Regions from separate parts of the Mus musculus genome. Here all the other regions are linked to region 3. A link is a contact called in public Hi-C, HiChIP or PLAC-seq and promoter capture Hi-C data. All regions are on one chromosome and are shown on one strand. Each heading gives the region's core, a stretch centred on a gene start, on an enhancer-like site or on the middle of the called end of the contact. The rest is flanking DNA. Distances are from core to core; before and after follow the strand shown.

Evidence for each region. Promoter capture Hi-C pulls out the DNA fragments that hold promoters and counts their contacts. A called contact is a pair of places that touch in the nucleus more often than the background predicts. HiChIP or PLAC-seq counts read pairs in DNA pulled down with a chosen protein or histone mark. Capture Hi-C pulls out chosen DNA fragments and counts their contacts.
Region 1: a Hi-C map of granulocyte-monocyte progenitors shows a contact between it and region 3, with 4 times the contacts expected there. The contact joins the promoter of Exoc7 here to the promoter of Galk1 in region 3. A contact is called at or near these places in 2 of 39 promoter capture datasets (embryonic stem cells and liver), 2 of 484 Hi-C or Micro-C datasets (the HL-1 cell line and granulocyte-monocyte progenitors), 1 of 115 datasets of contacts at active chromatin or transcription factors (pancreatic cancer cells) and 3 of 9 other capture datasets (adipose tissue, embryonic stem cells and liver).
Region 2: a contact with region 3 is called in a promoter capture Hi-C map of liver. The contact joins the promoter of Srp68 here to the promoter of Galk1 in region 3. A contact is called at or near these places in 14 of 39 promoter capture datasets (the 3T3-L1 cell line, 3T3-L1-derived adipocytes, the HPC-7 cell line and 8 more), 3 of 484 Hi-C or Micro-C datasets (B cells and cortical neurons), 4 of 115 datasets of contacts at active chromatin or transcription factors (the SCID.adh cell line, embryonic stem cells, forebrain and 1 more) and 3 of 9 other capture datasets (adipose tissue, embryonic stem cells and pancreatic islet).
Region 4: a promoter capture Hi-C map of embryonic stem cells shows a contact between it and region 3, with 2.9 times the contacts expected there. The contact joins the enhancer-like site here to the promoter of Galk1 in region 3. A contact is called at or near these places in 2 of 39 promoter capture datasets (embryonic stem cells and hippocampal neurons), 1 of 115 datasets of contacts at active chromatin or transcription factors (the 230-238 cell line) and 3 of 9 other capture datasets (embryonic stem cells, liver and pancreatic islet).
Region 5: a promoter capture Hi-C map of adipose tissue shows a contact between it and region 3. The contact joins the promoter of Rnf157 here to the promoter of Galk1 in region 3. A contact is called at or near these places in 1 of 39 promoter capture datasets (cranial neural crest), 1 of 15 datasets of contacts at CTCF or cohesin (the NIH/3T3 cell line) and 1 of 9 other capture datasets (adipose tissue).
Region 6: a FOXA1 HiChIP or PLAC-seq map of pancreatic cancer cells shows a contact between it and region 3. The contact joins the promoter of Sumo2 here to the promoter of Galk1 in region 3. A contact is called at or near these places in 2 of 39 promoter capture datasets (cranial neural crest and hippocampal neurons) and 1 of 115 datasets of contacts at active chromatin or transcription factors (pancreatic cancer cells).

The regions. Positions count from the first base shown.
Region 1 is chr11:116,304,052-116,307,998 of GRCm38.p6, reverse strand. It overlaps Exoc7 (exocyst complex component 7), which reads left to right and starts at 1,265. Exons shown (of 20, transcript NM_016857.4): 1 at 1,265-1,385; 2 at 1,546-1,611; 3 at 2,951-3,135; 4 at 3,317-3,422. The coding sequence starts at 1,326. Gm26730 (a long non-coding RNA gene) reads right to left here and starts at 1,135. Exons shown (of 3, transcript XR_389166.1): 1 at 818-1,135; 2 at 1-327.
Region 2 is chr11:116,271,874-116,275,832 of GRCm38.p6, reverse strand. It overlaps Srp68 (signal recognition particle 68), which reads left to right and starts at 1,616. Exons shown (of 16, transcript NM_146032.3): 1 at 1,616-1,907; 2 at 3,854-3,920. The coding sequence starts at 1,727.
Region 3 is chr11:116,010,746-116,014,292 of GRCm38.p6, reverse strand. Galk1 (galactokinase 1) reads left to right here and starts at 1,574. Exons shown (of 8, transcript NM_016905.2): 1 at 1,574-1,779; 2 at 3,077-3,266. The coding sequence starts at 1,615.
Region 4 is chr11:115,586,210-115,589,829 of GRCm38.p6, reverse strand. It overlaps Gga3 (golgi associated, gamma adaptin ear containing, ARF binding protein 3), which reads left to right. Exons shown (of 17, transcript NM_173048.3): 9 at 694-775; 10 at 858-974; 11 at 1,285-1,518; 12 at 1,827-1,894; 13 at 2,114-2,424; 14 at 2,629-2,834; 15 at 3,345-3,514. Among named protein-coding and RNA genes, the nearest start is that of Gga3, 16 kb to the left of the region's middle. Within about 2 kb of position 1,334, at least 5 of the 459 cell types and tissues checked have an H3K27ac peak or open chromatin away from gene starts, as enhancers often do. A contact at or near this core is called in embryonic stem cells, where this site is marked.
Region 5 is chr11:116,411,162-116,414,634 of GRCm38.p6, reverse strand. Rnf157 (ring finger protein 157) reads left to right here and starts at 1,603. Exons shown (of 19, transcript NM_027258.1): 1 at 1,603-1,938. The coding sequence starts at 1,851.
Region 6 is chr11:115,534,658-115,538,452 of GRCm38.p6, reverse strand. It overlaps Sumo2 (small ubiquitin-like modifier 2), which reads left to right and starts at 2,223. Exons shown (of 4, transcript NM_133354.2): 1 at 2,223-2,355; 2 at 3,770-3,795. The coding sequence starts at 2,335.

The DNA.
Region 1 (3,947 bases), core at 16-2,515, 290 kb before region 3:
AGATTGGATGAGTAAGGCGTGTGGCCTTTGAGGACTAGAGTTGACTGTTGGAGTCGGGGCAGGAGGAGAGAGAGACAGAAGCAGAACTGAGCAGGACAGGGAGGTTGAGCAGAGAGAACGCCAGGGACTCGTAGCAGGGAAGTCGCGTTGAGTCTGGAGGGTTAGCTGAGGGACTGCCCCAGCAAACAGGCAAACAGCCTTATACTATACAGATGTCTCTGTGTCTCTGTTATTAAACCCACGTGGGATCCCACAAGTTCTGAAGTATCCATTGTAAGCCACTCTGTGTGGAATCCAGTCTCCAGACTTGAACCGTTAAGATATGATCTGCAAAAACAAATTTGTCTCCTCAGTCAGCGCTTTTATCCTAAATTAGGGTTTAGCTAACTGGAAAGATGGCTCAGCAGTTAAGAGCTCTTTCTTACTCTTCCAGGAAGCCTGAGTTAGGGTTAGGGTTCCCAGAACCCACATGACAGACAGCTCACTACTGTAATGTCAGCTCCAGAGGGATCAGATAACCTTCTGGTCTTCCAGGGCACCTGGCATGCAAGTGACGGCACAGACATACATACCCATGGGCGAAACATCTATCTATACACCATGTTAAAATCCACAAATAAATCATGAGCTGGTGAAATAGCTCAGCAGGTTAAGGCATTTGCCACAAAACCTGGCACCCGAATTCAATCCCTCTGGGTCCTACACATGGGAGGGAGAGAACTGTAAACCCTATATACCACTCCGTGCCAGCCTCCACCTCCTGCCTTCCGCCACCGCCCTGCTTTTTCTTGGGTGAGCTGGGTTTGGCAGAGCACACCTTTCTTTAATCCAGCCCACGGTAGGCAGAAGTCAGCCTGGTCTACATAACCTATTCCAGAGCAGCCAAAACGATCTAAAAAAAATTCAGGTATAATGTTGGTTTGCTTGATTTTTGGTTTGGAGACCAAGTCTGACTCTGTAGCCTAGGCTAGCCTGGAATTTACTATGTGATCCAAACTGGCTTCGAACTCGTGAATGGCCTCCTGCTTCAGTCTCCCAGCAAGGGGCTGTCTTTCAAAGGAGCGAGCAAACCAGCCTCTGGCTACGAGGAAAGACCCACGTATGCCTCAGGTGAGCGGCTCTTCCAGCCACATTCAAGATGGCGTCGACCCGCAGCCCGCTCGCGAGCTCCGGCAGGAACACACTTCCGCCTGCCACTCCCAACATGGCGCCCCCGAAAGCGTCCGGGGGCGGGGCCGAGGGAGGAAGTGGGCGTGACAGGGACGGAAGCCGAGCAGGGTTTGGAGCTAAAACAGCGGGGAGTGGGGACAGCGCTGTCCGCTGCTATGATTCCCCCGCAGGAGGCTTCCGCCCGGCGGCGGGAGATCGAGGACAAACTGAAGCAGGTGACGCTGGGGAGAAAGTGAAGGAAAGGCGCTCAGGGGCATCGAACCGGGGTGGAAGGGGAGATAGGGTTAGGCGTAGGCCGTGGTGCTGGGTGCTGGGTGCTGGTGGTCGCCTTTCACCATCGGCTTGTGGTGATGTCCTCCTCTCTGCCCCTCGCAGGAGGAGGAGACGCTGTCGTTTATCCGAGACAGCCTGGAGAAGAGCGACCAGCTCACTAGGAACATGGTGAGTAGCCTTTCAGCTGGGAGGCTGCCGCCAGGCTCCTGAGCCCCAGAGGAGGGGCGTGTGATGGACGTGTCCTGCGCCTGTCCAGGGACTCCAGCGTGGGTAGTAAACAGTGGGCATATCTTGCAGCGATGGGTATCTCTGCACCCCAGTTTCCACCCCATCACCGAGGAAACCGCTGCCCTATACCTGTTACTGTCTGTCCTTCTGCAAACATTTCGTGATATCCTGTACATGGCCTGGTACTGGCCCCGTGTCATTGTCAAATTCAAGCGAGGCGAGGCAGCGAAGTCACAGGGGCTTTGGAAGCAAAACCATCTCAGAGAGTTAATGCGTCTTAGATCTACCCAATGTCCTACAGCTTACTATGTGGTTCCTGGTGGTAGGCCTTGAGTTATGGTTAATTTACCTGGTAAAGCAGACAATGTCAGCCTCCCAGTGTGTCCGTGGAGGAAGTCTATGCATGCTTCCCAGTGTCTGGTATACAGTAAGATGCTTTAAAAGTGCTTGCATTTGTATTTACACAGTAATAAAATACTTGTTGAATGAGATTTGCCCTTAGGGAAAGAGGTTGGCTGTTTGTTTGAGGTAACAGTAATATATTTGCAACTATTTTGGAGGAAGCTACTTTCTGTTCAGTCTAGGAAAACTTCAGAGAGAACAGAAATTGAGATTTGACTTTCAAGGGTAGAAAGGAATCTATCCTGAGGTGATTGAAAAAAAAAATTTATTATGTATAGTGTTCTGGTTGTATGTATGGCCATATGCCAGAAGAGGGCACTAGATCTCATTATAGATGGTTGTGGTTGAGCCGCTATGTGGTGCTGGGAATTGAACTCAGGACTTCCGAAGAGCAGCCAGTGTTCTTAACTGCTGAGCTGGCTCTCCAGCCTGATTATCTCTTTTTGCAAATAAGCAAATTTATTTTATGTGCATGAGTGTTTGCATGTGTGTATGTGTCCCACAAATGAGCAGTGCCTGCAGAGGTCAGAAGAGGCTGTCATATCCTGTGGAATTGGAGTTACAGGCAGTCAGTTGTAAGCTGGCAGATGTGCGTGCTGAGAACTCAGTACCAGTCCTCTGCAAGAGCAGAGTCATCTCTCCAGCTCCTTGAAGGAAGAATTCGCTTAATGTTCCTCTTGCCGTCAGATGAACTTTCAACCAGTTTATGGTGAGCCGTGTACCAGACTAGGAGTGCAGTTGTAGCAAACAAGTCGACTATGTTCCTTCCTATGGGTAGCAGTGTATCGTCTAGAAAACCAAGAAAAGACAAGAAATGTCTGTGAGTATTTCCAGGACAGCCCTGGGAGCCATGAGCCAGAGGAGTTCCCCCCCACAGGTGTCCATCCTGTCGTCCTTTGAGAGCCGACTCATGAAGCTGGAGAACTCTATCATCCCTGTGCACAAGCAGACAGAGAACCTACAGAGGCTGCAGGAGAACGTGGAGAAGACGTTATCCTGCCTGGACCACGTTATCAGCTACTACCACGTAGCCAGCGACACGGAGAAGATCATCCGAGAGGGGTGAGTTCCATGCAGAGCTCTGCTCACATAACTAATGTCTCCTGGACCCATGGAGCCAAGTAAAACCCATGTGAGCGTGGAGCCCCTTATCTGCGTTCTCTTCTTCTCCCGCAGACCGTGGCCATAGTCTGTCTATGTTATCCCTGCCCTCCAAGGCTAAGCCAGCTTTTCTCTTTCCCAGCCCCACAGGTAGGCTGGAAGAGTACCTGGGAAGTATGGCCAAAATCCAGAAGGCTGTGGAGTATTTTCAGGACAATAGCCCAGACAGCCCAGAACTCAACAAAGTGGTAAGAAACGTATAGGTTAGCGTGAGACGACGGACAGATGGACATCAGTCCCTGTCTCGGTCTCATGAGGGACATGTGACAGTTTAAGGAAGTCTGTAGAAGCCAGGTGTGGTGGCCCAGGCCTAGAACTTGTGAGTTTGAAGCCAGCCTGGGATATGTGGTATTCCAGACTAGCCTGGGTTATGTAGTGACACCATGTCTCAAATGTTAAGCAAACGGATAAAAGAGGAAGATACATAGCAGTCACAATGTACGTGTTAGGTCCTGTGCCTGGGGACTGAGTGATATAATTTTCCATCATACTATTTCAAGTGTAAGTTTAGCATTTGATTTCTATATATGGATTGGAGGTTTCTTCACTATGGTAAAAAATACGTCCTGTACCTAGCTAGGCATGGGGACTCACGCCTGTAATTCTAGGACTTAGGAGGTGAGGCAGGAGGATTGCAGCAAGTCCAGATTGGCCTACATAGTGAGTTCCAGGATGGCCAGAGCTACATAGCAAAACCTGTCTCAAAGCTGTAA
Region 2 (3,959 bases), core at 367-2,866, 260 kb before region 3:
GGGAAGCATGGCAGCACACAGTCTGACATGGGGCTGGAGAAGCCAAGAAGGGACAAGGGGACTGTCTTCCACAGGCAGCTAGGAGGAGGCTCTAATTCCACACTGGGTGTGATTGAGCAAAGAGACCTTAAAGCCCACACCTAATAGTGCCTCTCCTCATGGGCCAAACATTCAAACACATGAGTCTATGGAGGCCAGACCTATTCAAACCACCATGTTTTATCACATCAGCAGAAACTCTAAGACACCATTTATTTGTATTTTTAGCTGCACCCTGGGATTGCAGGCCTCCGTTCCTCTCCCCTCCCCCTTTCCTCATGGCAACTGACTTGGCCTCAGTTCTTGGGGTCTGTGAACTCAGTCAGAGAGCAGCTTCCCAATAAACCACCTTTAGTATAATCTTTGAAAAAAAAAGAGGTGGGGGCTGGAGAGATGGCTCAGTGGTTAAGAGCACTGACTGCTCTTCCAAAGGTCCTGAGTTCAAGTCCCAGCAACCACAGGGTAGCTCACAACCATTTGTTATGAGATCTGTGTGTGAAGACAGCTACAGTGTACTTAGATATAATAATAAATAAATAAAAATCTTTTTTAAAAAGTTTATATAGCAAGTTCTTTTTCCTGCTGGGCCATCTCCATGGCTTATTGTTTAGGTGTGTGTGTGTGCAGGCCCATGCTTCACAGCTCAGTATGTGAGTGTAATTCGGAGGACCACTTTTTGAGGTTAGTTTTTGCCTCCCACCTTCTGAAAGCAGTTTGTCTAATTTTTTGTTTTCAAAAGCCTTAACCTTTATTTTTATTTTGTTTTATGTATATGAACATTCTGTCTACACGTATGTCTGTGTACATGTGTTTTGTAGACTACGAAGCCAGAAGAGGGTTGGATCCCTGGGACTGGAATTCTAGATGGTTTTGAGCCACCATTCTCGTGCTAAAAATTAAACCCAGATCATCTTGATAGAGCAACCAGTGTTCTTAACCACTGAGCCATCTGCCCAGGCCCAGTCTTCCTTGATATTTTTGCTGGAGAACTAGTACTCCACACTAGCTGATCTCTGAACTCCGATGGGGGGAAGGGTTGGAGTCATACATTTTTTTGCAACCTCCTTTAGTAACACAAAAGGGTAGACTGAGTTACGCGGCCAGCTTCTTTTCACCTGCCGTGATTGGCACAAGACTGAGACTCCTGGTGTACTCGCCCGCAAAGATTAATAAAAGTCATACTTGGATGGTCACATGATCTAGAGGAGGCCACGGGTCTCAAGCTCCTATTGGGGACACTGCCTTCTGACCGAGGCCTCTTCGTGTGTGTGTGTGTGTGTGTGTCTGTGTGTGTGTGTGTTTTAAATAAGGTCTAACTGTGCAACCCAGACTGACCTCAACTCGAGGCAATCCTCCAGCCTCAGCCTCCTCGGTATTGGGATTAAAGGCGTACACTACCATTCTCTGGGTGCAAGGATGCATGAGGTGGGCATCTTTCTCGGGTCCTCCTATCCTTGGTAGATTTGAAGCGAGGCTAATCCTTAGAAATGCGGAGACCCAGCAACAGCCACGAATTCAACCCAGGAGGCGCAGGCGCACACCAACACACCACAGAGGCCCAAGACATCCGCGGTCTGCGGCGGAGTCCGTCAGTGTACCATCGGCCCAGCCTGGAAAGTGCCGCTCTCTCTCGCCGCTGGTCGTCTCGCCTGCTCCGTTCCATCGTGCTTTGCGGCTCAGGGGCAAGATGGCTGCTGAGAAGCAGATCCCGGGTGGTGGTAGTGGTGGTGGTGGAAGCGGCAGCGGCGGCGGCGGCGGAGGGAGCGGTGGCGGACGCAGTGCCGGAGGAGACGAGAATAAAGAAAACGAACGCCCTTCAGCCGGATCGAAGGCAAACAAAGAGTTCGGGGACAGCCTGAGTTTGGAGAGTATCCTCGAGCGGTGGCCTAACTCGCAATGACTACGTGTCGCTCGGAGGGCTGGGGGCGGGCGAGGCGGCGGGGGCCAGCACCGGGCTGCGGAGCCGAGGTGCGCCGCTGCCTCCTGCCCTTCACTTTCGGCATTCCCGTGTGCATGGTTTGCCTCTCGTCCTGGCTTTCCGGAGCTTGTTTTTGCAAGGGGTATAGAGATGGTAGGCAGGGTTCCCTCTGTGCCCCTCAGATGTCCAGTTGGAGGGCTGAGCCGGGGTTGACACCCTGCCCACCCCACAGAGCTCCTGGTCGGTACCTTGAGCCACCGGACTGTGGAGGGGAAACTGCAGCCTTGACATTTCAGCGTGGAGCTGTTGTCGGACAGCTGTCGAACCCTGGGTCATAAAACAGCGAGATGCTTTGAAAATGGAGGGAGAGTGCTCTCCAGGAAAGCTGCTGCTTACCTGTTTTGAATAGTAGTTACTTTAGTTTGTTAATATCATGTGTATAGTTTTTTGTTTTTTCAAAAGTAGGTCTGTAAGGCATTTTATCTTGTTGGACTCTTCTCGAAGAACTGTAGGAGTTACTTTTTTTTTTTTTTTTTTGAGTGTCCAAGTCCGCATGGGTATGGGTGTAGGTGTAAGCGCTGGTGCTGTGTCTGCAGGTCACAGGTCAACGTCTTCCTAATTCTCTACCTTTGAGACTGGGTCTCCCTCCAAAAGTGCAGCTCACTACTTGGAATAGACTGTATGGCCAGTGGGCTCCAGGGATCTTTCTGTCTCTTGCCATCCCAGCTGTGGGATTACGTGTGCAAACAACAGTATGGCCTTTTTACGTGGGTTCTGGGGAGATCCCAACATGACCTCATGCTTGCTAACAGCAAGTCCTTTACCAGCTGAGCAGTCTTCCCAACCCTCAGGAAACATTTTCTGGTTTGTATTAGCTTATATATCATTTGTGTGGTTCTAATAGCATGTGGCTTTTTTTTTTTAACGTGTTATTTTAAATACTTTTAAATGTTGCTTTATCTTATTTTATGTGTGTGTTTGCCTGCATGTTTGTGTATCACATGTGTGCCTGGTGCCCACAAAGGCCTGAAGAACATATGGATCTCCAGGAATTAGACTTACAGATGTTTAGTTCCTCCACGTGGGTGCTGGGAGCCGACCTGGATTCCTCCAGAAGAGCAGGAAGTGCTGTTAACCACTGAGCCCTCTCCAGCTGGTTTGTTGGTTTCTGAGACAGAGTTTGGCTGTGTAGCCCAATTTGGCCCTGAGCTGCTTCTCATCGCCCGCCGTCCCCTCTGATGCTGAGATAATAGGCATATACTATTGTTGGAGTCCCTTGTGGCTTTTTGAGATGCATACCAAATGGAGGTGGTTTAGAGGAATTTCTGAAATAAAACATGCACTTTGTGTGTGTGTGTGTGTGTGTGTGTATGTAAATTCTCGTGGATTCGTACTTTGCTTTTTGCTCTGGTATTATTGTTCTTACTACATGTTAGAATGCCCAGGAAAAAGAAAAACTTGGATTTTTTTTTTTAATGGAAATTGGCGTATCTTGGTTGACACTGTGCTGATCATAGATTTTGAGCGTTACAAGATGTAAATTTGGCAAGCACTGGCTGCGGCATATAGCTGTGTAGTTAGAACCTGACATTTATAACTGGAGTCTCCTTGCATGTGAGATCCAGGTGGGTACCTCTGAGGCAGCATTTAGAACAATCTGCTGGGTTTGAGACTCCCTACCAGTACTGCCCTCTAGTTCTGTCTGAAAATAGTAACAGTTGGGACAGTTCATAAAAGTATAAACTTAGCCTTGTCCTTTGATAAAGTGACTATTGGAAAGTTACAAAAGGATCGGAGGCTACCATCCCTGGGCTCCCACAGTTCAGTGTGCCGTTGGGGCAGCGCCTGACCTGCTGTCTTCTCACCCCGGAAGCTTTTCCTTGACCTAGGCTCTAGTTCTGCAGATCATTAAGGAGTCGCAGCAGCAGCATGGCTTACGGCACGGAGACTTCCAGCGGTACAGGTTAGTGTCCTGCACACCGTGCAGTAATTGTGGCATTTT
Region 3 (3,547 bases), core at 325-2,824:
CTACTTCTGCCTGCATCTGCCTGCTTCTGCTTCCTGAGTACTGACCTGTGCTATTAGAGCTTGCTTCTTTCTTTCTTTCTTTCTTTCTTTCTTTCTTTCTTTCTTTCTTTCTTTTTTTCTTCCTCTCTTCCTTCTTGTTGATTGTTTTGAATGCCGCCTTCTTCTTCTCCTTCTTCTTCTTCTTCTCCCTCGGCTGTCCTGGAACTCACTCTGTAGACCAGGCTGGCCTCTGAACTCAGACATCTTCCTGCCTCTTCCTCCCAAGTGCTGGGATTAAAAAGCTGTGTGCCACCGTGCCTGGCTCACATACTGCTTTCTTTTCTTATTTTCTTTCTTTTTTTTTTTTTTTAGAAGATCACACCTTCTTTTTTTGTTGTTTTGTTTTTTTTAAAGATTTATTTATTATATGTAAGTACACTGTAGCTGTCTTCAGACACTTCAGAAGAGGAAGTCAGATCTAATTACGGATGGTTGTGAGCCACCATGTGGTTGCTGGGATTTGAACTCAGGACCTTTGGAAAAGCAGTCAGTGCTCTTAACCACTGAGCCATCTCTCCAGCCCCACATACTGCTTTCTTGATTTACATGTCTTTTGTTAACAAAACCTGTTTATTTGTTTTCTAGACAGAATCTTAGCCCAGACTGGTTTCAGACTGCCGCTCCTCCGGCCTGAGTCTCCCATGTGCTGAGATGGACTACTATGCCTGGCTTGGAAATTATTTAATTTTTGAATAAGATAGTACATTTATTTGTGTGTTTCTTTTGAATGCATGTGCTCTCTACCACTGAGCTACACCCCCTACCGTTCTCCACTCTTACTGTCTTACATTTTAGTCCTTCTGTTAGAAGGTTTCACACAAGGTGACCAGGAATAGCTAGGAATCCAGGCAAAGATTTGGGCCAGCATGAAGGCTTTAGATGGTCATGTCTCTGAGACCAAGGCTCTTGTGGAGGAAGCAACTGCTAGGGGCCAACAACATTAGCCATCTTTGCAGTAGCCTTTGCGTCATCGAGGAGTGCCTGAGCTTGCTTCCTGCCGGCCACTGGATGAGATGAACTTCAGTCCTCCATCGCCAGGAGCCAGAGAAGGAGCCTGTAAAAGGCTTCGAACCTTGGCTCTCCTTGTTTATCCCTAGACTGTGTACCACATCATCCTGTTAGAGACATGACCGACCAGGGGCTGACGACTTAGCATAACTTCGCTAGATCCTCTGGGACACTCAGCTGTTCCTGTTGCCAGCTCGTGTTGGTGTTGCCCTGGCTGTGTGAGGGATGATGATGATGGGGATGGGAGCGCATTAAGAGGCTCCAGGTTCAGGGATGGATGGGAAGTTCAGATCTCCATTTGTGTTAACTGCTACTCAAGTGGGAGCCCCAAACTCCTGCTAGGACATCACCGAAGATACAAGTTGCAACCGAGTCTCTTCCTCCAGCTGTCAGCTGCCGCGTTGGCTTGCGCTGGAGAGCTAAGTTTGGACCCCGCTCTGCAGGTGGGATGGGCGGGGCCGTCGTAGCGGGGGCGGGGTCCCGCGAAGGACAGGAATGTAAGTCCGCGCCACGTGGCTCCGCCCCCAGCATCCCGCGGGGCGGTGCGCCCAGCTGCAGACGAGCGTCATGGCTGCTTGGAGACCGCCCCGGGTCGAGGAGCTGCTGGCCGAGGCCCGCCGGGCCTTCATGGAGGAGTTTGGAGCCGAGCCGGAGCTGGCAGTGTCGGCGCCGGGCCGCGTCAACCTCATCGGGGAGCACACGGACTACAACCAGGGCCTGGTGCTGCCCATGGTGAGGGGCCGCATTGGGGACCCTTCCTTGTGTGTGCTGGCCCGGCCTGCGGTAGGGAAGGGCTGGCATAGGGGGCACGGGAGGGCGGGTACCCTCCGGGTGGAAGGCGGAGTGAAGCGGTCTAGCAGACGTGAGAGACCCCGGGACGTGCAGTTGTCCACGTGCGAAGACAGGAAGCCAGAGCTGGGGGGAGGGGGGCTGTGCGGTTTGTCTTCTCGAGCCCGCCTTCTGGGGGCATCGCCCACAACTTGGAAGTATGAACCTCTTAAAAATGTGAGGACCAAGGAAGCAATATAAGAGAGTATTAGGCATGGTGGCGCATTCCTAATAGTCCAGTACTGGGGAAGCTCAGGCATGAGAATTGCCACGAGTTCAAGATCAGCCTGAACTACAAAGTGAGTTCCAGGACAGCTTGGGCTGTAAGATTCTTAAAACAAGGAAAAAGAAAAAAAAGGAGGTTATTTAGCCCTCTGACTTTGATTGGGCCCACAGCACCGACCTAGACCTATGCAAAGGTAGACCTGTGTAAATGTAGCTTCCCCCCCCCCCCCCCCCGGCCCATCCCCTTGAATTTACAGAGAAAACAGTAGATCCACAGAGCACTAATGACTCCCTCAAAGTTACACATTCGGTTCTTGGACTCTCAGCCTGGGTCTCTCAGCGCATAAGTAGTTCCTGAACAAGGGATTACCGCGTGCAGAGCTGGGTCCAGGTGGGAGGAAGTCTGGAGCCCCTCTGGGCCTGTTTTTGCATAAGATCACTATCTGTCCCCTTTGGCCCACAGTTGGACGCTAGCTAGGGCAGAGTCCAGGTTCACATTCCTATCACCACTGGCCCCGCCCCTGAAGACCCACAAGGCTGTGCTCTGAGCCCCCAAGGCTAACGCTTAATTGAAGCGCTTTCTCCCATCTCCTTCAAGCTAAGCCTATTCCCTTCACGGCCCTGTGTGTCCCAGACGACAGAACCTTGGGGTTTGGATCCTGGTTGCTTCAGTCACCCTGGGGCTGTTCTAGAACTTCAAGTGACATGAGTTTTCTATTTGCAATGGGATATTCCACCCACATATACTTTTATTAATCCCAGCATTCTGAAGTAGAGGCAGGTGGGCCTCTTAGTTAGAGGATAGCCTGATCTACATAGAAAGTTCCAGACAGGATTGCACAGTGAGACCCTGTTTTCAAAAACTTTAAAAACAAAACAAAACAAAAAGCCAAAAATAGATTCTGTGGCTATGATGTGATCCTGGGTGGACTTCTTCTGTCAGGTGGTATAGACTACACATGCCTACTCCTTCCAGGCACTGGAGCTCGTGACCGTGATGGTTGGCAGCCCCCGGACAGATGGGCTTGTTTCTCTTCTCACCACTTCCAAAGATGCAGACGAGCCCCAAAGACTGCAGTTCCCACTGCCCTCAGCCCAGTGGTCCTTGGAGCCTGGAATCCCACAGTGGGCCAATTATGTCAAGGGAGTGATTCAACATTACCCAGGTATAGGACTCACTCAGGCTGCTTCTGGGAGGATCATCTCACCCCATCTCGGCATTCCTCCAGGGTGGAGCATCCCATTGTACTGATAAAGCCATTGAGGTTCTGGAGGCTTGGAACTTGCCCTAGGTTTCCTTTGTATGATTAGAGGAGCCCGAATTCAATTGTTAGCTTGCTGGCCTCTGCCACCCTAAATCGGGAAGGCTAGTAGGAAGATTAAGCCAGCACACTCAGAGGGCAGCAGAGTGGGTGGCTCCCTGAGTGGAGCAGGCTGGTAAGGCACG
Region 4 (3,620 bases), core at 85-2,584, 420 kb after region 3:
ACCAAGCTATACAACCGTAACATACATGCAGTGCTCAGACACATATAGGCTCACCATCACAAGAACATGGCCCACAGAATCATCTGAGGCACATTTTACCTAACAGTTGGTACAGATGACTTGGGCAGTGTCTTTTGGTAGATATTGAAGACACAAAGATGCATGCTCCTCTCCCACCCCTGTCAGTTTCTCTGTGGTCTATTGGGGAGTCCTACCGTTTTCTGGGCATAAATGTTAAATCAGATGATGTCTTAGTCAGGGTTTCTATTCCTGCACAAACATCATGACCAAGATGCAAGTTGGGGAGGAAAGGGTTTATTCAGCTTACACTTCCATGCTGCTGTTTATCACCAAAGGAAGTCAGGACTGGAACTCAAACAGGTCAGGAAGCAGGAGCTGATGCAGAGGCCATGGAGGGATGTTCTTTACTGGCTTGCTTCACCTGGCTTGCTCAGCCTGCTTTCTTATAGAACCAAGACTACCAGCCCTGAGATGGTCCCACCCACAAGGGCCTTTCCCCCTTGATCACTAATTGAGAAAATGCCTTACAGTTGGATCTCATGGAGGCATTTCCTCAACTGAAGCTCCTTTCTCTGTGGTAACTCCAGCTGTGTCAAGTTGACACAAAACTAACCAGTACAGATGACTTCTGAGAACCTCTTTCGTTGTGGTTTTTATATCTGGGTCTCTCAGGAGCTCTTTGATCGTTGTGAGAATAAGAGGCGGACGCTGTTTAAACTAGCCAGCGAGACAGAGGACAATGACAACAGTTTGGGTGAGTGTGAAAGGATGAGTCAAAACTTTAGCTGTGTGAGAGTTGTCACAGCCCACACAGTGAGGGATCTCTTCTACTGTAGGGGACATCCTGCAGGCCAGTGACAACCTGTCCAGGGTCATCAACTCTTACAAAACTATTATTGAAGGGCAGATCGTCAATGGTGAGGTGACCACCTCAACCATGCCTGACTCTGAAGGTAAATATTCTGATTTCTATTCTGCAACCCTCCAGAGCAGCCATGTGCCCTGACCACTGAGCCCCAAATGGCAATGCTTAGGGAATTCCTGAGGGGATACCGAGCCATTTCAAGTAGCCATTCCCAGAGGCCAGGAGGTGTGCATGGAGACTTCCTTCCTTGCTTTCTCAAGCCTGGTTTTCAGTGTTCCTGGAGAAATGCCACTAGGTTGAGCCACAAGATAGAACAGCTATGCCCGGGTCCTGCCTCTTGCGGCATGGACACAGATTCTCCCTGAATGCTCTTGTTCCTCTTCTGTCGACCCATCTAGGAAACAGTCACTGTGGTAACCAAGGCGCCCTCATTGACCTTGCTGAGTTGGACGCCCCCAGCAACTCGTCTCCGGCATTGGCCCCACCCACCTCAGGCATCCCCATCCTCCCTCCACCCCCCCAAACCTCCGGGCCTCCACGAAGCCGTTCATCCAGCCAGGCTGAGGCTCCCCCAGGGTCTGACAGCACGAACAATGCCCTCTCCTTGCTGGATGAGGAGCTCCTCTGCTTAGGTACGCCCAAGCGTGGCACTGGGGAAGGAAGGCCTAAGGGTTGGTGTGCTTAGATAACTCTCTGGCGGCCGACAGGACCACTTTCCAAGGGAGTGCAAGGTAAACATGGCAGGCTCTGGCACAGCTCATCTCCTCTCGTCCTAGGAGGCCCTTCAGTCATGCATGAAGGGCAAATGCATTTTCTTCCAGTCTAGCTGCAGGGGAACTCTTGGCTTACAAGGACTGGCTCTTGCCTTGTCACCTGACCGTTATTGGGGGATTGGAGGGCGCAGGAGCTCAGCTCATTGACTTTTCTTTTGTGTTCTTAGGCCTTACTGACCCCGCCCCCACTGCTCCCAAAGAGTCACCTGGAAGTAGTCAGTGGCACCTGTTCCAGGTAGAGGCACCATAACAGCAGCATCACTCAAGTGATGCCCAAGGACCACAAGGCACCCACCCTTCCTTCTTAGGCTCTGGCTGGCTACACTTTGCTAGAACCAGAGCTTATGTATTCTCTAGAGGGTTCTGTGGGTCACAATGGGTACCTCAGAAGGCCCGGTGGGTGATGGCCTCGTCCCTTCTGGGTCTCTGCTCACTTGATATTTCTGTTGTACAGAATGAACCACCATCAGATCTGGACTTCTTCAGTCCCAGGCCAGTGCCTGCGGCCTCCTGCCCCTCAGATGGACCCCAGCTCCCTCCCCCAGTTTCTACCTCAAGTATGTCCCAAGCTCCACTGCCTGCTGCCTTCCCAGCTCCTGTGGTCCCAGCCAGTGCACCAACCCACAGCACTGGCTCCTTCATGTTCTCTTCTGGACCTGCCCCAGCCTTGGCTCCAAAGGCTGAGCCCAAAGGTCCAGAATACCCCAGCTCCAGCACCTCGCACCGCCTAGATGCCCTTGATCAGCTTCTGGAAGAGGCCAAAGTGTAAGGGATAGAAGAGGGTGGCTGAGCGTGGGGTGTCGTATATATAGGACCAAAGGGAGGCTTCATAGGATGGGGGATGTGGATCCTTTTTGGTACTGTGAGTCAGGCTGGAAGCTAGTGGCCTGAGGTAGCTAGACACTGGCTTTGGTTGAGGGGTTGCCTAGCATTCTAACCATCTTTCTGACTTGCCTTCCTTGGCCCCAGAACCTCAGGCTTGGTGAAACCTGTTTCTTGCTTCTCTCCTGGGCCCACTGCCTCCCCGCTGCTGCCTGCCTCTGCCCCAGCCAGACCTCTCCTGCCCTTCTCCACTGGGCCCGGAAGCCCTCTCTTCCAGTCCCAAGGCAGCCCTCAGAAAGGCCCAGAGCTCTCCTTGGCCAGTGTCCATGTGCCCCTGGAATCGATCAAGCCTAGTAAGTGCTGAGGACAGGCGCTCAGCCTCAGCTGTGGTGTTGGTAGGGTGTGATCAGTGGATTCTTTCCATACAAAAGTCCCTGACTGACTGTTAAGGGTCCGCTTGCCTGCAGTCTCACATCTTTTCTAAAGATTGTATTTTTATTATTTATGATTGTTTGTGTGCCTTGGTGTATGCATGTGCTTGACGTGTGCCCACAGAGGTCAGAGGGTTTCAGGCTTCCTGAAACTGGAGTTACAGGCAGTGGTGAGCCGACCGACATGGGTTCTGGGAACCTAGATCCTCTGCAAGAATGATAAGTGTTCCTAACCACTGTCCCATCATCCCTGTAGCCCTCTCAGCTCCTTACAGCAGCTGTGTGACCTTGGTCCTCTCCGGTACTCCACAGGGCAACCGTCCTCAGCTGTTCCAGCTCTCCTCCATCCCATTGGCTTTAGTAGCACTCGGGCTCTGCAGGGCCCTTGCCATGCTCCCCTACCACACTCACTCATGTAACACCTTCTTACAGGCAGTGCCCTTCCCGTGACAGCCTATGATAAAAATGGCTTCCGCATCCTTTTCCACTTTGCTAAGGAGTGTCCGCCAGGACGGCCTGATGTGCTGGTGGTGGTGGTTTCCATGCTGAATACGGCTCCGTTGCCAGTCAAGAGCATAGTGCTGCAGGCTGCAGTGCCCAAGGTAGCTTCCTTTCCCTTACCTTGAACCTACCGTGTTGACTGCCTTTCAGTAGCCAGCAGGTGTCTGTCTCTGAGACACCCGGACCATTCTCTTCAAAGGAGCTTCT
Region 5 (3,473 bases), core at 354-2,853, 400 kb before region 3:
AGCCCTGTGACCTGGATGAGGGTGTCTGGAGCAGGGACTTGGCCTCCCTCATTATCACCCGATGTGCATGATAGGAGTGGGTGCCTGGCTTCCAGGGGACCTTGGGGGAAAACCAAGGCAATTTTTCATAAGTAACTTTAACACAGAGTCAGTTAAATTCAGGTGAATGAAAATGCAAAATACTCTTGGGAGGCAGAGGCAGGAGACTCAGAAATTCAAGGCCACATTGGTTACAAGAAGTTCTGGGTCAACGAGAGCTACATGAGATCTGGTCTCAAGGTGGAGGGGGAGCCGAGGAACTGAGATATATCCCTAGAATCCACACAGTTGAAGAGAAAACACTTCTGCAAGTTGTCCTTTGACCTCTAAAATCACCTGGCGATACAGGAGAGGAACCCCCCCCTGCCAACACACAAATAAAATGTTAACATCAACAACAAAACTTAAACCACACCAACCCCTGCAAACCACACACACACACACACACACACACACACACACACACACGGGGGGGGGCGGGGGGGTGAGAGAAGAGAAGAGAAGAGAAGAGAAGAGAAGAGAAGAGAAGAGAAGAGATCAGGAGACAGACAGATCTACAAAACAGTTTTACAAACCTAAAGAAGGGAATCAGTCACCCCAAACTACTGTGTATGTTGTTGAAAGTTGACGTCATGCTGAAACAGTTCGGAACCTTGATCAGTCTCCCCCCAGAGAAACAAAAACAAAACAAAAAAATCCCCAAAACCTCATCATACCCACAAATACATAAATGTCTGTAATTAACTGAGCAATGACGTCTTCTGCCTGCCCACTGTGTGTGTGTGTGTGTGTGTGTGTGTGTGTGTGTGTGTGTGTAGGGAAGTCCTAGATCTGCCCTATCAAATTCCCTTTTTGATTCGAGGACTGTTCACTGATAGGCCACACAAGGCTCTTTCCAGTGTCTCCAGAGAACAGTTCACAAGGGACAGGCTCAGAGTGACTATCTTGAGTTAATGCCTACCAATCCAAACCCTAAAGGCTACCCGAGCTGTCCCAGGAAGGAGGTTACAAACAGCATTTACGGAGGGATGGCCACATCTTAGCTGACCATCCCAACATCCCCTATGCAGTCTTGGTGACATTTGGGATGTGAGGTTGGCAGAGCACTTGGGGTTCAGGCGGTAGGGGCATGAGGGATGTGGATGCTCGCCCCTGGGCTATGACCTCGACAGACGCGGAGGAGGCGGGGCTCTGGCTGCCAGGGCGGGGCGGCTCGCTGTGGGATTCAGGGACAAAGACGCGCGAGCTCGAGGCAGGCCTCCCCGGTGCCACGGGGGAGGCGCACCCGGAGCAATAATCCCACCGGGACACCGCTCGGGTGCGGCGGGGACCATGCTTCTTCCACCCGCCGTGGCCGAGCAGCTCCGGGAGACTCAGACCCTTGCCCGTCGCTGCCGCCGAGCCCCAGGCCGCATCCGCGCCGCAACCTCCGCGCGAAGCACGCGCCGCGGGCGCCCACCGCAGCTCGTTTCCTATTGGCTGGCCGGCCCGCGGGCGCTCCCGCCCCGCCGTCCCATTGGCTGAGGCCGCCGCGGTCCCCCCGCGCGCTAGCCGCCGCTGACATCACGCGGTCTGAGGCGGCGGCGGCGCCCCCGGGCTCAGCCCCGCAGCCCCCTCAGGCAGAGGCGCCGCCGCGGTGCCCGGCGGAGGATGGTGCGCGCCGTGCGGGCCGCTCCCCGCAGCCTCAGCCGCAGCAGCGCCTCAGCCGAGCGGGCCGCGGCGGGCAGCCGACCCCCGCACCGGGCGTGCGGCCGGCCGGCGCGCTGAGGCTCGGACGCCGGAGCCCGGGCGACGCCGCGATCGCAGCGGCCATGGGGGCCCTGACGAGCCGGCAGCACGCGGGCGTGGAGGAGGTGGACATCCCGTCCAATTCCGTGTACCGCTACCCGCCCAAGTCCGGTGAGGGCCGGGCGCGCGCCACGGGCCGGGCGGAGGGGAGGCCGCGCGTCGGATGCTGCGGGCGGGCAACGCGGTGGCCCGGGCGGCCCCGAGTCGGCCGCGGAGCGGGGGAGGTCTTCGGGATGCAGGGCGGGGGGCGCTCCCCATCCCGGGCCTCGGCGACGCCACGCGGAGGACTGCAGGTGCCTGCAGGGTCACCGAGGTCACCGCTCGCGTCCTCCGTGGTAATCTGCTCTGCGACAGGGACGCGCGCCGCCGGGGATGCGGCGTTGCAGCGGCTGCGGGTTGGAGAGGCATCCCTGACAGGCACCTGTGCCAGGTGTTGTCCCCGGGCTGTCGCATCCATGTCCCTTGGGACAGCTAGAAGTGCGTTTCTGCGAGCGTGAGGAGTAGTGCGGGAGGACGAACTTGCTTAAGCAGTTCTTCGCTTTTCTGGAGACTATCAGGGCGGGGATTGGGGGAGAAACTAAGTTAACAGAGATGTGTAGGAATCTGACAAGAGTCACTTGGATTGCCCCTTTCCTAGTTTCTGTCAAGGAGATGGCTGGAGACAGAGCAAAAGTGTTTTCTGTCGTACACTGTCACTTGAAACAGTCAATGCCTCCATCAGCATCAGCATTGCAGGAGAGTTTTGACAGCAGATGAGAAAGTAGTCCACTTGAGTGAGGACTGCTGTTCAAGCTGCTGGCGAGTGACCCAGCTACATGTCCTTTATCATCACCTTTATCTAAAAAAAATTTTTTTTTGCTTGCTGATCTCAAGACCCCCGGGACTCGTGTCTACCACCTTCCCTCTGGCTTGAGGACCTGGTGTGGATTTTGATGCGGGAGTAGTGAGTGAGGTGTCAGAATTGGACAGGGTCCCATTCTCTCTTGGTAGAATAAAGACATGCTAATGAGTCGAGCTGATTTCTCAGCAGTACATCCAGTTTCTGCCAGGTGGAAGCTGGGACCAGACAATGAACCTGCCTCCCTGCGGAGTGAGTGCCAGTAGCTCCCTGTCTTGCTGCTTTTGTGCCAGAGAATGAGTCCTAGCAGAAATGAGTGAGAACCACTTTAGAGAGGTCTGACATTAAGCAGCGATTGTTAGTGTTTTTAATAAACCTCTTGCTAATAATGACCGCATGGTTACTTTTATCTATTAAAATTGCATCTTGGTGCCCTGAAGGCTGAGGCAGGATTGTTAAATTTGGGGTCAGCCTGGGCTACACAGTGAGACTGTCTCAAACAAAATAAAACCAATACAACAACAAAAAGGAGGCTGATCTAGCCCCGCTCCCCAGCCATAGGATTACAAATGTGAGCCACTATACCCAACTAGCATTTTGTTCTTTTAAAAACACAAATATGAAGCCAGGTGTGGTGGTGCACGCCTTAATCCCAGCACTTGGGAGGCAAGTATGTATATATCTCTCTGTGAGTTCAAGGCCAGCCTGATCTACAAACCGAGTTCTAGCCAGGGCGGTTATACAGAGAAACCCTGCCTAAAAAAAAAAACTAAAAAGCACAGCAGCAGTTGGGTTTTTCCTCTTAAGT
Region 6 (3,795 bases), core at 974-3,473, 480 kb after region 3:
AGAGGTCCTGAGTTCAATTCCCAGCAACTACATGGTGGCTTTGTGTCTGAAGCTACAGTGTATTCATAAGCATTCATCTTTCTTAAGATTTATTTATTATTATATCTAAGTACATTGTAGCTGTCTTCAGATGCACCAGAAGAGGGCGTCAGATCTCATTATGGATGGTTGTGAGCCACCATGTGGTTGTTGGGACTTGATTTAAAAAAAAAAAGTCACAGCTTTGGGGCTGGTGAGATGCTTCCTTGTTAGAAAGTCTGATAAGCTGACTTTAGTCCCTAGAACCAACAAAATGGAAGAAAAGACCAAAGCCTACAAGTTACCCTCTGACCTCCAGATGGGCACACAAAGACAGGGTCTCACTGTGTAGCCTTGGCTGTCAGCCTATCTGGAATACGCAAATACACACAGATCTGTTTATCTTGCTTTCCTAGTGTAGGGATTAAAATGACTTGTGTCACTAGGCCCCGCCCAAAAGAAGGAATTTTTCTTTTTCTTTTATTTATTTATTCATTTATTTATTTATTTATTTTTGGTTTTTCGAGACAGGGTTTCTCTGTGTTGCCCTGTCTGTCTTCTTTTTAATTTTTATCTTTTTGTTTTTGTTTCTCAAAACAGGGTTTCTTTGTGTAGCCCTGGCTTTTCTGGAACTCAGTCTGTAGACCTGTCCGGCCTAGAGCACAGAGACCCACCTGCCTCTGCCTCCCTAGTGCTGGGATTAAACACCTATGCCACCACAGACATGCAAGGAGGATTAAAAAAAAAGTTAGAAAAGGAGAGTTTAGAAAGTAGATGATATTGGAAGGGATTCATACGTCCCTGTAGAGGAAATATAGTAATTTTTAAAAGTCTATACTAGCTGCAGTGGTGGCACATGCCTTTAATCCCAGCACTTGGGAGGCAGAGGCAGGGGGATTTCTGAATTTGAGGCCAGGCTGGTCTACAGAGTGAGTTCTAGGACAGCCAATGCTATACAGAGAAACCCTGTCTCGAAAAACCAAAAAAAAAAAAAAAAAAAACAAAAAAACAAAAAAACCCAAAAACCAGAAAAAGTCTGTACTAAAACTCAAAGAAACAATTAAAATAAAGTTTAATAAAGAAAAAAAGATTAAGGTGTGCTACCACTGGCCTAAGGTGACAGAAAAAAAAAGCCTGTTTTGTGCAGAGTCGAAGGGAGTTGAGTAGGGGTGAGAAACGGGACGTATTACTGGTTTCAGCAAAGGTGACCTTGTGGAGAGTTCTAGTGGAGCTAAGAGGACAACAACAGATTGCAGTGGATTGAGGAGTGAGTGGGAGTTGAGGGGGTGGAGCAGCTGGCATGGGCATTTTTTCAAGCTGTTTGGTCGAGAAGAAGCACTATGGTGGTAATGTAATCGTGGTATTTCCCCCCTCTGTGGGAACACAGTAGTAGAAGAAAATACAGGGGTACAGGAAATAAAAACACCAAGTGAGAGCCACAGGGTGGCATGCACAGCAGAGGGCAGGATTTTCTTCAAATGCGAGGATCCTACTCCTACTTTGTACTGGATTAAGGGACGAAATGATTGATGGGCCCGTGAGCTTCAGGTTGGGTCGGCTCCCCTGATGGACTGTGTTCTCTGGAAGTTGGGAGGCAGGCCACAAGCAAGGAATCCTTTGAGTGGCTATAAGAACAGTTTTCCACAGCAAGAGTAGGGTTCCCAACAGGTTGGAAGACATTTGAGGCTCCCGGGTGGGAAGCTGGTTGATGGGGAAGGACGAAGGGACTGGGAAGTTTGATGTGCAGGGGGGAGTTGCATTTGTCCTACTGAACAGGAGTTTTTCTCACAACCCGCTGCTGCTTTTTTGATGGAGATGCCCCCTTCTACGTGGAGTTGGCCTTCCGTTCTCGACCTAGGCTCACCCCACGTCTAAGGCCACGCGCCTTCCTGTCCTCGCCGAGGACCAGCTGGAAGCCATTTTGATTATGCTCCACCAAAGAAGGAGGACAATACAGCCCCGCCCAGAGCCAGGCGCGCCCCCGCGGCGGGACTGGTGCGCGTGTCCGCGCCTCTTCCCGCCGACCTGGCGGGCGCCTGGCCCAGGCGGCGGAGGCGCGGGCCGTGGGGGGGAGGAGGAGGGGTGGTTATGTAAGCGTTGCGCGCTCCCGCGAAGCGGCAGCCAATGAGAAGCCCCGGATGCTCGTGCTCGCGCACGCAGGGCGGGGGGAGGGAAGCGCACGACGTGCGCGCGCCCTCTGCCTCGTCCACCGCTGCCGCCTCCTCCTGCCGCTCCTGGTGCTGCTTGTGCGCTCCCTCAGTGCGGACCCGGTGCCTCTTTTGTGAAGCGGCAGCTGAGGAGACTCCGGCGCTCGCCATGGCCGACGAGAAACCCAAGGTGAGCTCGCGGCGGCCGGCTGCGCCTCACCGTGCGGACCGGTGGGTGGCGCGGCCCGGGGTCCGGCCGAAGCCCGCCGCGGGCTTCCCTGCCTGCCCGGGGCCCCCCACGGGGCCAGCGGCGGCTCAGGCCCGGCGCTCCGCGCCATTTTCCTCTCTCGCTCTCTTCCTCCCGCCCGCGCCCGAGGAGGCCCGGCGCCCTCCCCCGCCCCCAGGCCCTCGGAGCGCGCGCGGCGCGGCGCGAGGCGGGCAGGCGGCGCTTCGCGGGAGCCCGCGGGCCCGGCGGCCCCGCGCTGGCTCCTCGGCGGCGCCCGGCGCGTGTAAGGAAAGCGTTGGGCGCGCGGGGTCTGGGGCGGCGGCGAAGGCGGGAGTCGTGCGGCCCGGGGTTTCCCTCTCGGGGCTGGGGCCGCGCCGGATCGGTGGTGTGTGCTCCGGCAACCCCGAGTGGGGGATTCCAGAGTCGGTCCGGCTCGAGGCCCAAGGGGCCCGCGGGGGAGGGGCTGCGCTCTCCGCCGTGCGCCCAGAAACCCGCACCCTGGCGGGAACCATGTGGCTTGTTGTGGTTGGAGGCTTAGGTGCGAGCAGAGAGACACGGGCTCAACTTGAGAACGCGCCCTCGGAGGCACGGGCTACTCTTGGCTGCGGACTAGGGGACCAGCATCAGTCCAGGGCAGGGCACTCTCTGGCCCCGACTCTATTTGGAGGGGGACACAGGATGGACGAATCGAATCCTTGGACATAAACATTTGATTTGCTGAACTGCTGTTGGGGTTGCAATGTACGGGAATACTTGCACGAAGACTGTATTGCAGCCATGACAGCAAAGGAGAGGGGGAAAATAAGCTCTGAACTGAAAATGAAGCAGTTATATAGTCGAACGTTAATCGGAAGATGTAAAAAGGGAGACTCGGGATATCCCTCAGTTGAGTGTGTTCGGTTTTTTTTTTTTAAAGATATGTTCATTTGATATCATTGAGCAGAGTTTGCTAACTTTTATCAAGAAGGTAGCAGTAAAATTTGAAATACAAGGTATGGTTTTCTCACTCCCACCCCAAACCGACTCTAGTAGTTGTAGCTTTGAAAAGAGAAAGGACACTGGTGTTTATGGGAAGCGACAAATTTGGGCGATGACAGGAAATAATGCCATTTTAGAAAATTTAACCTCAGATGCATCACAAATTATGCAAGGAGTTTCTAAGTGTATTGTTGCCTTGCTAGTATCAGTGCTTCTGTACCAGACTTGTAACACTTTGTGCAGGGTTTCTGATCTTTCAGCCCAGGGGCTGGGAACAGCTGTATGCTGTTGGAGAGCCTGAGAGAAACCTGTTGATTCTGAAGCGTTCGGGCCCGCAGCTTCTTTAAAGGTGTTTGTGTTTCACAGTTTCCAAATTACACTCTTATTTTTCTTTCAACAGGAAGGAGTCAAGACTGAGAACAACGA